Linked DNA regions of Mus musculus: all the other regions are linked to region 1. Evidence: chromatin contacts called from public Hi-C and HiChIP or PLAC-seq data. All regions are on one chromosome and are shown on one strand. Each heading gives the region's core, a stretch centred on a gene start, on an enhancer-like site or on the middle of the called end of the contact. The rest is flanking DNA. Distances are from core to core; before and after follow the strand shown. Region 1 overlaps Commd1 (COMM domain containing 1). Region 2 has its middle 21 kb from the start of Gm12052. Region 3 has its middle 18 kb from the start of Gm40816.

Region 1 (3,564 bases), core at 723-3,222:
CAAACTTTAGGGATGGAAAGAAGAGAATCAGGAGTTCAAGTTCATAATCCTTGGCTACATGGGAGTCTGAGACTGATCTGAGCCACATGAGACCCCGTTTCCTCCATTAAAACAAAGTGTGAAGCCCAGCAGTGGTGGCGCATGCCTTTAATCCCAGCTCTTGGGAGGCAGAGGCAGGTGGATTTCTGGGTTCGAGGCCAGCCTGGTCTACAGAGTAAGTTCCAGGACAGCCAGGGTTACACAGAGAAACCCTGTCTCAAAAAAAAAAAAAAAAAAAAAAAAAAAAAAAACCCACAACAAAAAAACAAACAAAAAAAGCGTGGTGGTGGGGAATATTAGCATTCTGTCTAAACTCCACCCCCACAGTTACCTGGCAACAACCAGGTAGGCCTGACCCACTATAAAAGGGGCTGCTTGCCCCTCCTCCCTCTCTTGTTCCTTTCTTGCTCTCTGGGGCTCTTGCTCCCTAGTTCTTCCCTTCCCATCCTCTCTTCCCCCCTCTTTCTCCATGTGCTCACTGCTGGCCTCTACTTCTCTACTGTCTCTCTCTCTCTCTCTGCTTTTCTCTGCCTCTACTACCCTCTTAACTCCCCTTCCCATGTCCTGAATAAACTCTATTCTATACTACATTATACCGCTGTGTGTCTGGTCCCTCAGGGGTAAGGGATGCCTTGGCATGGACCCACTGAGATATCCCCTCCCCCCATACCTCACTACACGCCCACAGAACATATTCTCTCTCTTTATCTTTTTATAAACACATCAGGAAACAAAGCATAAAATGTTGGAACACGTTCCCCCTATTGGTAAGCCAATTTTGATGCCTTACCACTGACAGTAGTAAGTCATTCTTGCTCAAAGCAAGAAATTTCACTTGGGATTCTAAAATCAATTTGTTCTCACTGATTGTGCCTTTTGCTATAGTAAGATTGAGGCTTATAGATCCTTGTTAAACTTTGAAAAATTGCAATCAACCCTTGAAGACAAAAAAAAAAACAAAAAAACAAAAAAACAAAACAAAACAAAAAATAACACCCCAAAACAAAAACAAAAACAACCAAACCCTGTGGGGCAGGGTCTGGGACGTAAGAAGCACAGCTGCAGCCCACAATGCTAAACTTGGCTGAGGCTCCCAGGAGGCAGTGGTCCCTCTTCCTGTTTGCTTTGGGCTGGCTCCTTTGTCCTCTTCTAACAAAATTCATACGTAGATTTATCACAGATGAGGAAAATATTTAGCTAACAAACAAGCATTTGTGCTATTAATTTAAAGGTTGTACAAAGAATGTTGACTTTTATCTCAAAGTCAAATCCCTGAAGTCTGTTCCATACACACCCTGATGTAGAAAACACCCACTGAGGCCCTGACAGAGTAGCAGCCTTGTCAGGGACCCTGCGTGTGATGGTCTACCTTGATTGACAACTGCACTGGAAACAAAACTCTGGGCATGACTGTGGGGCACTTTCTAGGTTCCATTCATTGAGGTGGGAGGATCCACCCTAAGTGTGGCCAGCACCATGGTGAGCAGGAGGAGCAGGCTACTGTAAAAAGTGAGCTGACAATGTGTGCTGGCAAGTTTTATATCAGCTTTACACAGCTGAAAAAAAAAATGTCCCCAAAGACTGGCCTGTGGACAGGTTCGGTAGGACATTTTTTTACTTAGTGATTAATGGGGAGGGCAGAGCCCATTGTGAGTGGAGCCACTCCTGGGCTTCTGGCAAAAGCAGGCTGAGGAAGCCTTGGGGAGCAAGCCAGGCAGCAGCAGTGCCCTGGGACTTTTGTTTAGGTTCTTGCTGCCTTGACTTCCCAACCCGATTTCCTTCAGAATATGAGAAATGAAATAAACCTTTGCTCCCCAAGTTGCTTTCGGTCATGGTGCTTTATCACAGCACCAGAAACCTAAGACAGTGAGTGTTCACTGCTTTCTGCTTCCTGACCGTGGGTGCAACGTGCCCCGCTGCCTCCACCACTCTTTCCTTGCACTGACAAGCTGTGAGTCAAACCTTCCCACCCTCAAGTTCCTTCTTTCCGGTACTCTGTCACAGAGCAGGACGGTCACCAATACATTGAGGAACTCAAGGCTAATTAAAGTAAATTTGACTTTGACAAACTACTCTGATATTGAAACAGTTCTTTTCTCCACTGATACACTGATACAATACCAAGTAACGCTCTCAAAAAGCTGAATTTTGGAGAAATAGTATGATTTGTAACAACATGGCACTTGAGGATCAGCTCTTCCCACTGGGCTCCTTGTTCCCTGTGCATCACTCCCTGCAGAAGTCCTGAGTGATTGAATGTGTGCTCTTGACACCAGCAAGACCACACATCAAGGACCCTAGCCTCAGACTCAAATGGCAAACCCCATCCTGCCCCAGCTCAGGAAAATGCTAAAGCCTTCCTGAAGGGTCTGAGTACGGAAATTGAAGGTGTCTGCAGGAAATGCCCACCAATAGCTCCCCAGACCCTATATTTATGGCCCAAAGACTTTTCTCCTAAAGAGACTGCTCCTACCAAGATTAGCTAAGCCTGTCTCCTGATCCAGATGTATTCTATAAACCTGCCTCCTTGTTTATCTATGTAAACCCACCTCCCTTTCTAACTCTACATAACAAAACACTGAGCTTCTGGGATACAGTTTCCCAACAGAGAGCTCAGTCCACCTACTACCAGCTTGTCTGTATGTTTGTCTTTTATTTCTTTGCCCCTGTCAAGTCAGATCTATCCCTGTACAGGCTGCACTAGCACCCTTAGTGTATCCAGATGACATACTGATGACAGAAAAGAGGCGTGTCACACTGGAACCAGCTGCTTGCAGCTCAGTCTGACTTTCCACCTTTTCTTTCAGAACAAATTGGAAGCCACCTGCAACTAATATAGATACTCAAAACAAGTGTCTCTTTATGATCAGAATATTTTAAAGCTTTCAAGGGGAGAACACTTTCCCCCAAGACAGGGTTTCTTTGTGTAGTTCTGTCCTGGAACTCACACTGTAGACCAGGCTGACCTCGAACTCAGAAATCCACCTGCCTCTGCCTCCCAGGAGCTGGGATTGAAGGTGTGCGCCACCACTGCCAGGCAGAACACTTTTTAAATGGTGTGGTGTTTGAATAGGAACAGCCCCCAAAGACTCAAAGTGTTTGAATGCTTGGCCCACAGGGAGTGTCACTACCAGGAGGTGTGGCCTTGTAGGACTACTGGCCTTGTTAGAGGAAGTTTGTCACTGTGGGGGGGTCTGTGATGCTCAAGCTTCAGCCAGTGCAGCACCCAGGCTCCTTCTGCTGCCTGTAGATCAAGATGTGGAACTCTTAGCTCCTTCTCCAGCACCATGTCTGTCTGCACACTGCTAAGATTAGCCATCTTCTGGCTAAGCATGCTCATTATTCATTCCTTACTTCCCCAAAGAAATTACTATCCGTGCAGTCAACACTCTTAACTCCATGGTTCCTCTGACAGTTTTCTTTTCACCGTGACTAACATCCACTTAGATCCAATCTGCTTTCCCAATCCAACTGAAATAGCCACTTTGTCCACAGGCACTGCACTTAAGCACATGGAATAGAAAG
Region 2 (3,564 bases), core at 337-2,836, 300 kb before region 1:
CATGAGATTAGAATCCCCCAAGATATTCATGCTAGGAGAAAGAAAGGATGGAGGCAGAGAGGAACATGGGTCCCAGAATGCTGTTTCACACAGCTCTAACAACTGCACAAGCCCACCTGGAGGACAGATTGGAGGTGTGAAAGGCAGGGCCACTCATTGCCCAGGACTGCTCAGCAGTGTGTACCGCGTGTCCTCTTATTAATCCTGAACTTCATGTCAGGACCCCACAGTGTGCTTGGGAGCTATGGGAGCTGTTTGTTCCTCTTGCTGGTGCGACCACACTGAATACATCTTTCTCTTCTCGATGGATGTTATTCACCTCTCTGATTGGCCTATTGAGAGGGGAGGGAGATGACCACGCCTAGGTTGCTGGACTGCCAGGCTGTGACCCAAAAAACTCTGGTAAGAATATTTTCCCCTCCAGCTAAGATGTCAAGTGCAAGAATGTATATTTTTACTTACAGTTGGGTCCAAGGGTTTTAGAAAAATGCATTCACATCATAAAGACTAGTAAATATTTACTGAATGTGTGAAGGAATCTTACATTTAGTATTGACTCACGTACCAAACACTAGTTATTTCCCTTAGATAGTTATGTGAATGAATATACCAAGAATGAACTTATAATCGCCTAGTGTAAAAGCAGGAACTACTTGCTTGTTTTCTTGAACTTTCAGTTAAAATTGGGGGGGGGGGGGGTTTGCAATTCCTGCATATAGCCACAGGATGGCACCATTGCTCAGTGTATTTTCTCTGGAAAGCCGGCTGGTATCAGAAAATTCTCCACCCTCCTTCCCCTCCTCCTTTTTCTCTCTTCCTTCCTCCTAATACTGTAAAAGTAAGTCTTTTCTGAAGCTCTGGAAGAAAAGACACCGAGCAGAATACATTGCTCGACACCTGTCTGGATCCCTTAGCTCCATCTTCTCTCTGGCCCAAAGCCCAGAGTCCTGCTGTTCCCAGGCTGAAAGGCAGTGCAGGGACCTTTAGGAATGCACTCCCTCTCCTCCCCACCACCCCACCACAGCCCCTGACATCCACTCTGAGTTCCTAATAGCACCATCTCAGCAGCCCCTACCTATCCTTCGGTCTGACTCTGAGAAACCATCAACAGAGAGGTTCTCTGGCCTTTGTCTACTGGCCTTATGAAAAGAATCATGTGATGCCTTTGAGGCTGTGGGCGGCACTGATGGTATTTTGTAATTGGGGAACAAGTTTCCAGGGGTGAAGCAGGGTTACTAAAACAAGAGGACAAAAGGAACATTAAAGATTTTGCTAACCTGATAACCCTGCTCAAACCGAACAATTGGGGGGCTTCCATTTCCTGGATCACAGCAGAGCTCTGACTTCCTGGGTTTGAAGGCTGTGGTCTGGTTCTAGCCATTTGCTGGTCTCAGGAATGGAAACCAGTAACCATCTCCAAACAGAGATTGGGAAAGGAAAATAAGTCACACCCACAGGAATTGTGGGTGCTCCCCCACTTCAGGCTCACCTCCCCTCTTCCAAGGCCCAGTCTAACCCAGACACAGTCACTGCAGGGAGCATGAGCAGTGCTTGACTAGAAGGTCATTCAGGGTGATGATTAGGACAGTCATCAATTCCTGAGGCCCAAGAGTGACTCACTTAGCTCTGATGTGCACAGATCAAAGGAGGGTATTTATGGCTTAGACACAAGCCTGCCATTCTTTGCCATAATAAATAATATAAAGTCCTCATTCTGCTGCCTGTCTCTACCCCAGCTGTCTTTGTACTGACATGAACACCCTTCTCTCTTCTCTCTACTCTTTTCCACCTTGAAAAATGTCAAGACATTCTTTGCTGGCTCTCAGACACTCGGCTGCCATGGTGCCATGGGGAGAGGGGCTCAAATGCCCATGTCCCCAGATAAGAGCACAGGCGGGTCTAGAGTAGGCTTGGAGCTAGCTCTTCCTGAGAACTTACCTTTCTTATTTTGCTTGAATGTGTCTCAGTGTTTGGGCATGCTAGAAGCCCAGCCTCCATTTAAGAGCTCCGTGACTTCAGGAGATCTGTCATGCTTCCATTCCCCAGTCTATAAAATATGGGTAATTAATAGCTCAAAGTCTGACTTATGAAAATGACAAGATAAAAATATGTAAAGTGCTCAGCACCAAGCCTGTTGCAAAACAATGCCAGTGAGCGCTGTTCGTGCTGCAGCATTCTTGTGGTATTTCCAAGAATTTATGGATGCAGCACAGACTGTTCTGTGTGTCCTCCTCAGTGAGGATGTGCACCCCACACCCCGCCCCCAGGACTCAAGACTAACAAACACTCTTACAGGAAGCAAATGGCCAGGAGGATGCTGTGAGCAGGTCCAGCTCAGCTTCTCTGTGGGCACTTCAGACCAAGTACTACCCAGTCGTTAGGCAGTGCCGGGTGCTTCTGGATGCTTTAAGAAGCCACATCTCTGGCTTCTAATCCCTAGATGCTAATAGTAGCCTTTTAGTTGTCACCAAAGAAGTGTCTCTGATGTTTGTCTGCAGTGGGCAATGGTTACCACAGACTCAACTAACCCCCTCTCCTAAGGCTGCAGGGACATTGCAGAAGAGGGAGTAGGTACTGAGAATTCTGCAATTTTGGTTTCTTTTACAATCCCAGAAATATTATAAGAATATAATATTCTTTTTAAAAATATAATATTAAAAATATAATAGAATATAATATTCTTTTTTTGTTTTAATCCCTAGTGATATGGGGCAGCATCTGACTGCGATGTGCCCCATGCTCTAGCAGAGGCATGGTTTTGCCAGCTGCAGATACTTTTTGTGATTGTGTGACATTTGGAATTCTGGGGACTTTTTAGAGGGTAGATAAATGCTAGGGCTTGTCAGTTGTTTAGTTTGTTAATAGTCGTGCTCAAAGAAGAAACAAAAGGAAAAAAATTAAATTCTGGAATCTCTCTCTCTGTGTCCTCTATCCTTCTTCTCTCCTATTTAGTGATGGGGTGAGCTGGAGTGAGGGGTATGATAAAGGTGAGAAAATGCCTACAAAGTAGTAAAGAGGGGCTGCAGGGGCGCACGTGGCCTAAGATCCAGAGGTGCACTGTGAAAAGGCGTGCTCTGGGCAGGACGCACCTGCTATACCCATGAAGTCAGAGCAGCTGTGGCTGTCTCCTTCACCAGATCATCATGCTGGCATCCCAGCTTGGATGGCCATGACACTGATAAAGCCCCACCCCTTCCTACGGAGCTAATGGGACTTAATGGGGTCACTGAAAGAAAGAGGGTCACGACCCTCAGCAGTATCACCCTGGTGCTGGGATTAATCCTACAGTGCCACCAGTCACCCTGGTGCTGGGATTAATCCTACAGTGTCACCAGTCAGCCCTTGCTCAAGTAAATAACTCCCCAGTTGTGCTCATAGAGACCTAAAACAACTAATGAATCACAATGGACTCTGGGGACGGGGGCGGGGTAGGGGCAGAAATATACATATAATATACAAGTAGAAGAGGGGTTCCAAAGTGGGGTGGAAAGAGGGTGTGTGAAGGGGAGGGGATAAGAGAGGATAATGGGGGATATAATCAAAGTAAAAAATATTGTAAAAGAG
Region 3 (3,564 bases), core at 404-2,903, 260 kb before region 1:
AGGCTGGCCTCGAACTCAGAAATCCACCTGCCTCTGCCTCCCAAGTGCTGGGACTAAAGGCATGTGCCACTATGCCCGGCAAATATTTTTTTTTAAAAAAGAAATAAATATGGATCTCAAGAACAGAAATCAGGAACTGGTTTAAACTAGAATATCAGCTTGGGTTCTGATGGCAGGATTGATGCTTCTCCTGTTTGTCCCAGCAAGACTGAGTCTCCGTTTTTTGGCTTACAAGACCCATGTGTTTGCTGTGCTATGAGGGATCATCAATTAGGTATTTTAGAGAATTTAGAAGAAGAATTAGGATGGAAACAGGGGGAAGCAGAAGGCTGAGGCAATGTGTCCACTGGCGATGAAGGTCAGTTTGATGACTGGCCTCTATCCATGTCAGGGTGGCGATCACCTGCTAGGCATCAGGCCAGGCATTGGCTGAGCAGTCAGAATATCAGAAGTGTCTGGAAACACGAGGTAGGTGAGATGGTAAGATGGTAGGATATTAATAGGAAATATAAGGGCAAAAATGCTTAGGCAATGATGACATAGCCTACCGTGGGGTAGCATGTGAAGGGGATTTCTCAAGACCGCCTGGCTCTCCTGGGTGCAGGAAAGAATACTAGTAGAGAAAGAATGAGGATCAAACACAGGAGATCAAAAAGATCTGTAGTTGAATTGTAGGAGAGACATGGAACTTTGTCTGAAACTAAATACATTCCTATGTGTTGCTTGAGTCTGTTTCATAAAGACATAAAGGGTGAAGAATTTCTAGGACTGCTGTTGATGAGTGGAAAAATAAAATGGAAGGGAAATAATTGAATTAAAGTAATTTTATCAACTGAGAACCCAAGGATGCATATTACTATCAATGATATGATTATAATTAATTTTAAGTTATTTGCTTTCAAAGCTTGTGGAAGAGAATAATTGGGGGCTTCTTAGATCAAACAAAAGACGTGTAATAGCAAATAGAAATTTTTTTATGGAGAACAATAGATGTGCTTAATCTCTTAGATCAAATCCACAGTCTTATTGATTTGACTTCTCTGAATAAATATTTAATTGGGAAAATCACAATGTAATCATGACAAGACAAATGGCTAGTATCAGTTAGCCAAGTTTTTATTAGATTACATGTTCTCTTCTGGACTACACTAGAGCTGATTGATTGGAAGTCACCCACACAAATTAAAATAAGATCCTTGGTGATAAACAGAAACATAAGGAACATGATGCATCAGTGAAGGATTACTGTGACTCCGCAGCATCAAAAGTCAAAACGCTGGTTCTGGTGCTGTGAAATGCCAGCTGATGCGGTGAGCAGACCTCACCGAGAGCTGATACAATGTAAATGTGTGATCCATGAAGACCTTTCCCTGTGGGAGGCTTCACACTGTTGTGGCAGAAAACTCCCTCAAATGCAGGTGCCACTACACGTATTAACAACTTTACCCAGTCACACTCAATCCCTGAAGAAGCCAGATGGCCCCCAGGTCAGCAGAATGCGTCAGAGCCTGTATAACTTGAGTCTAGTCCAGCATTAGCTTTACTGTTACATAAAAGCAGCCAGCACACTCACAACAGGAGGTTGAGCACACGTTTCTTGGTCCCCAACCAAGGGGATGTCTTATGCCACGTCCCTGAGAACACAGCCACATGACCAAGTTCTCTGTTGCTTCCTTCAAGCCAGTTTTTCCCATAGGAAAGGCATCCAGTGCATATAGCTGATATGTGCTTATTTTTAGTTCCTCTTTGTGTTCTCTTCCTCTATCAACAGGAAACACATCTCTTCTATTCTTTCTGTACTTTAATGGGAAAATGGGAAAAAGCCCTAGCACTAAAAATAAATAGAATCCAAGCCTAAATGAGGGCCTAGTGGGTGCAGCCTATAGGCTCTGCCACAGGCCTGAGGATCACATGTCTCCCAGGGACAGAATCACCAGGCAGGTTGTCATAGTAACACAGTATTAGAGGCAGGTGGCAGGCTATCCACAAATGTGGAGCACAGGGGACTCAGCAGGAACTATAAAAACAGTACCTGCTGGCAGCCTGCGATCCTTCTTGGAAAATACTGTCTGTATTCACTATTTTGTGTCAAAAAGGCTAATATTAAATGTACAGAAAATTATTCTTGAAAATCCACAAGAAATCAATTTATTTCAAATGAAACTTTGCGAGTTATGTTTTCCAAGGTTCAGAATCTAAGTCCTAGAATTGTCAGTTACATTTCATCTTTTCTAATACACCTGCCATTGGGAGCTTATGGTCTCTGTGGCCACACCTATTTAGACACACAGAGGGCATATTCTACACATCTGCTGCCACGACCTCTAGATTATGCATGCTCTCTTTATGTTAACTTCTACACGCCAAGGACACATCTCTATAAGAATTTCCTGGGGAGGGGAGGTGCTGTTTCTAGTGGTATACACCTTTAATCTCAGCACTAGGAAGATGGCAGGCAGATCTCTCTTGAGTTCAAGACCAGGCTGCTCTGCATAGCAAGCTCCAGGCCAACAAGAACTATATAGTGAGATCTTGCCTCAAAAAAAAAAAAAAAAAAAAAAAAAAAAAAAAAAAAAAAAAAAAAAGTTAAATGTTACTTGGGCCTGCAAGATAGCCTAACAGATAAAGGCTAACAACCCGAGTTCAACCCCTGACCCTATGTGATGACTTAGGTGCCCACAGTAGCACCTGGTTCAGAGAGCAGAGGGAGACGAGCCTGTGGATAGACCAGAGATAGAGGTCTGATGCATGGGTTGGATAAAAGCAAGAACACTTCCTTCACTGTAATAGAGGGCAAAAAGTAAAGATCATGTTGGCCTTCAACACACATGTATACACACACACACACCATAATAATTTTAATGTTATTTCATGCATTCACTGAAAGCAGATGGCAAGCAGGTAGCAAAATGAACATTCTGCTTTCTTCTCACAGGTCCAGTTGTCTCCTAGTTCCCCATGGAAGCTGATGAGTTTCTACCCTACACTGTTGTCAACTGTGTGTGCTATGTGTAGTCATCTTTTCTTTTTTTTATTTATTTATTTATTTATTTATTTATTATATGTAAGTACACTGTAGCTGTCCTCAGACACTTCAGAAGAGGGAGTCAGATCTTGTTGGTTGGATGGTTGTGAGCCACCATGTGGTTGCTGGGATTTGAACTTCCAACCTTTGGAAGAGCAGTCGGGTGCTCTTACCCACTGAGCCATCTCACCAGCCCAGTCATCTTTTCTTTATTGGAGTGCACATGTGCACACATATGCGCGTGTGTGCATACGTGTATGTGTGTGTGTGTGTGTGTGTGTGTGTGTGTGTGTGAGATCTGTGCACATATATGGAGGCCAGAGGTCAATACTGGGCATCTTCCTCCATTACGTTCTACTTTATTCTGTGAGGCAGAGTCTCTTACAGAGCCTGAAGCTCACCATTTCAGCTAGACTGACTGATCACTGAGCTCCAGGGCTTTGCTGCCTCTGCCTCCCCGGTGCTGGTTTTACAGACACTCACACCATGCCTGGCCTTCCTATGAATGCTGGGGATGCTACCTCAGGTCCCCATGCTTA

The links. A called contact is a pair of places that touch in the nucleus more often than the background predicts. HiChIP or PLAC-seq counts read pairs in DNA pulled down with a chosen protein or histone mark.
Region 2: a contact with region 1 is called in an H3K27ac HiChIP or PLAC-seq map of acute myeloid leukemia, with 8 times the contacts expected there. The contact joins two enhancer-like sites. A contact is called at or near these places in 1 of 484 Hi-C or Micro-C datasets (bone marrow-derived macrophages), 15 of 115 datasets of contacts at active chromatin or transcription factors (T-cell acute lymphoblastic leukemia, acute myeloid leukemia, bone marrow-derived macrophages and 8 more) and 1 of 9 other capture datasets (embryonic stem cells).
Region 3: a contact with region 1 is called in a Hi-C map of bone marrow-derived macrophages, with 35 read pairs. The contact joins two enhancer-like sites. A contact is called at or near these places in 1 of 15 datasets of contacts at CTCF or cohesin (the NIH/3T3 cell line), 1 of 484 Hi-C or Micro-C datasets (bone marrow-derived macrophages), 7 of 115 datasets of contacts at active chromatin or transcription factors (the 230-238 cell line, bone marrow-derived macrophages, embryonic stem cells and 3 more) and 1 of 9 other capture datasets (bone marrow-derived macrophages).

What each region holds. Positions count from the first base shown.
Region 1 is chr11:22,927,024-22,930,587 of GRCm38.p6, forward strand. The region is part of intron 2 of Commd1 (COMM domain containing 1); the gene reads right to left. Among named protein-coding and RNA genes, the nearest start is that of Zrsr1, 43 kb to the right of the region's middle. Within about 2 kb of position 1,973, at least 61 of the 459 cell types and tissues checked have an H3K27ac peak or open chromatin away from gene starts, as enhancers often do. A contact at or near this core is called in acute myeloid leukemia, bone marrow-derived macrophages and regulatory T cells, where this site is marked.
Region 2 is chr11:22,630,970-22,634,533 of GRCm38.p6, forward strand. No RefSeq gene overlaps it. Among named protein-coding and RNA genes, the nearest start is that of Gm12052, 21 kb to the left of the region's middle. Within about 2 kb of position 1,587, at least 145 of the 459 cell types and tissues checked have an H3K27ac peak or open chromatin away from gene starts, as enhancers often do. A contact at or near this core is called in acute myeloid leukemia, bone marrow-derived macrophages and regulatory T cells, where this site is marked.
Region 3 is chr11:22,670,363-22,673,926 of GRCm38.p6, forward strand. No RefSeq gene overlaps it. Among named protein-coding and RNA genes, the nearest start is that of Gm40816, 18 kb to the left of the region's middle. Within about 2 kb of position 1,654, at least 58 of the 459 cell types and tissues checked have an H3K27ac peak or open chromatin away from gene starts, as enhancers often do. A contact at or near this core is called in bone marrow-derived macrophages, where this site is marked.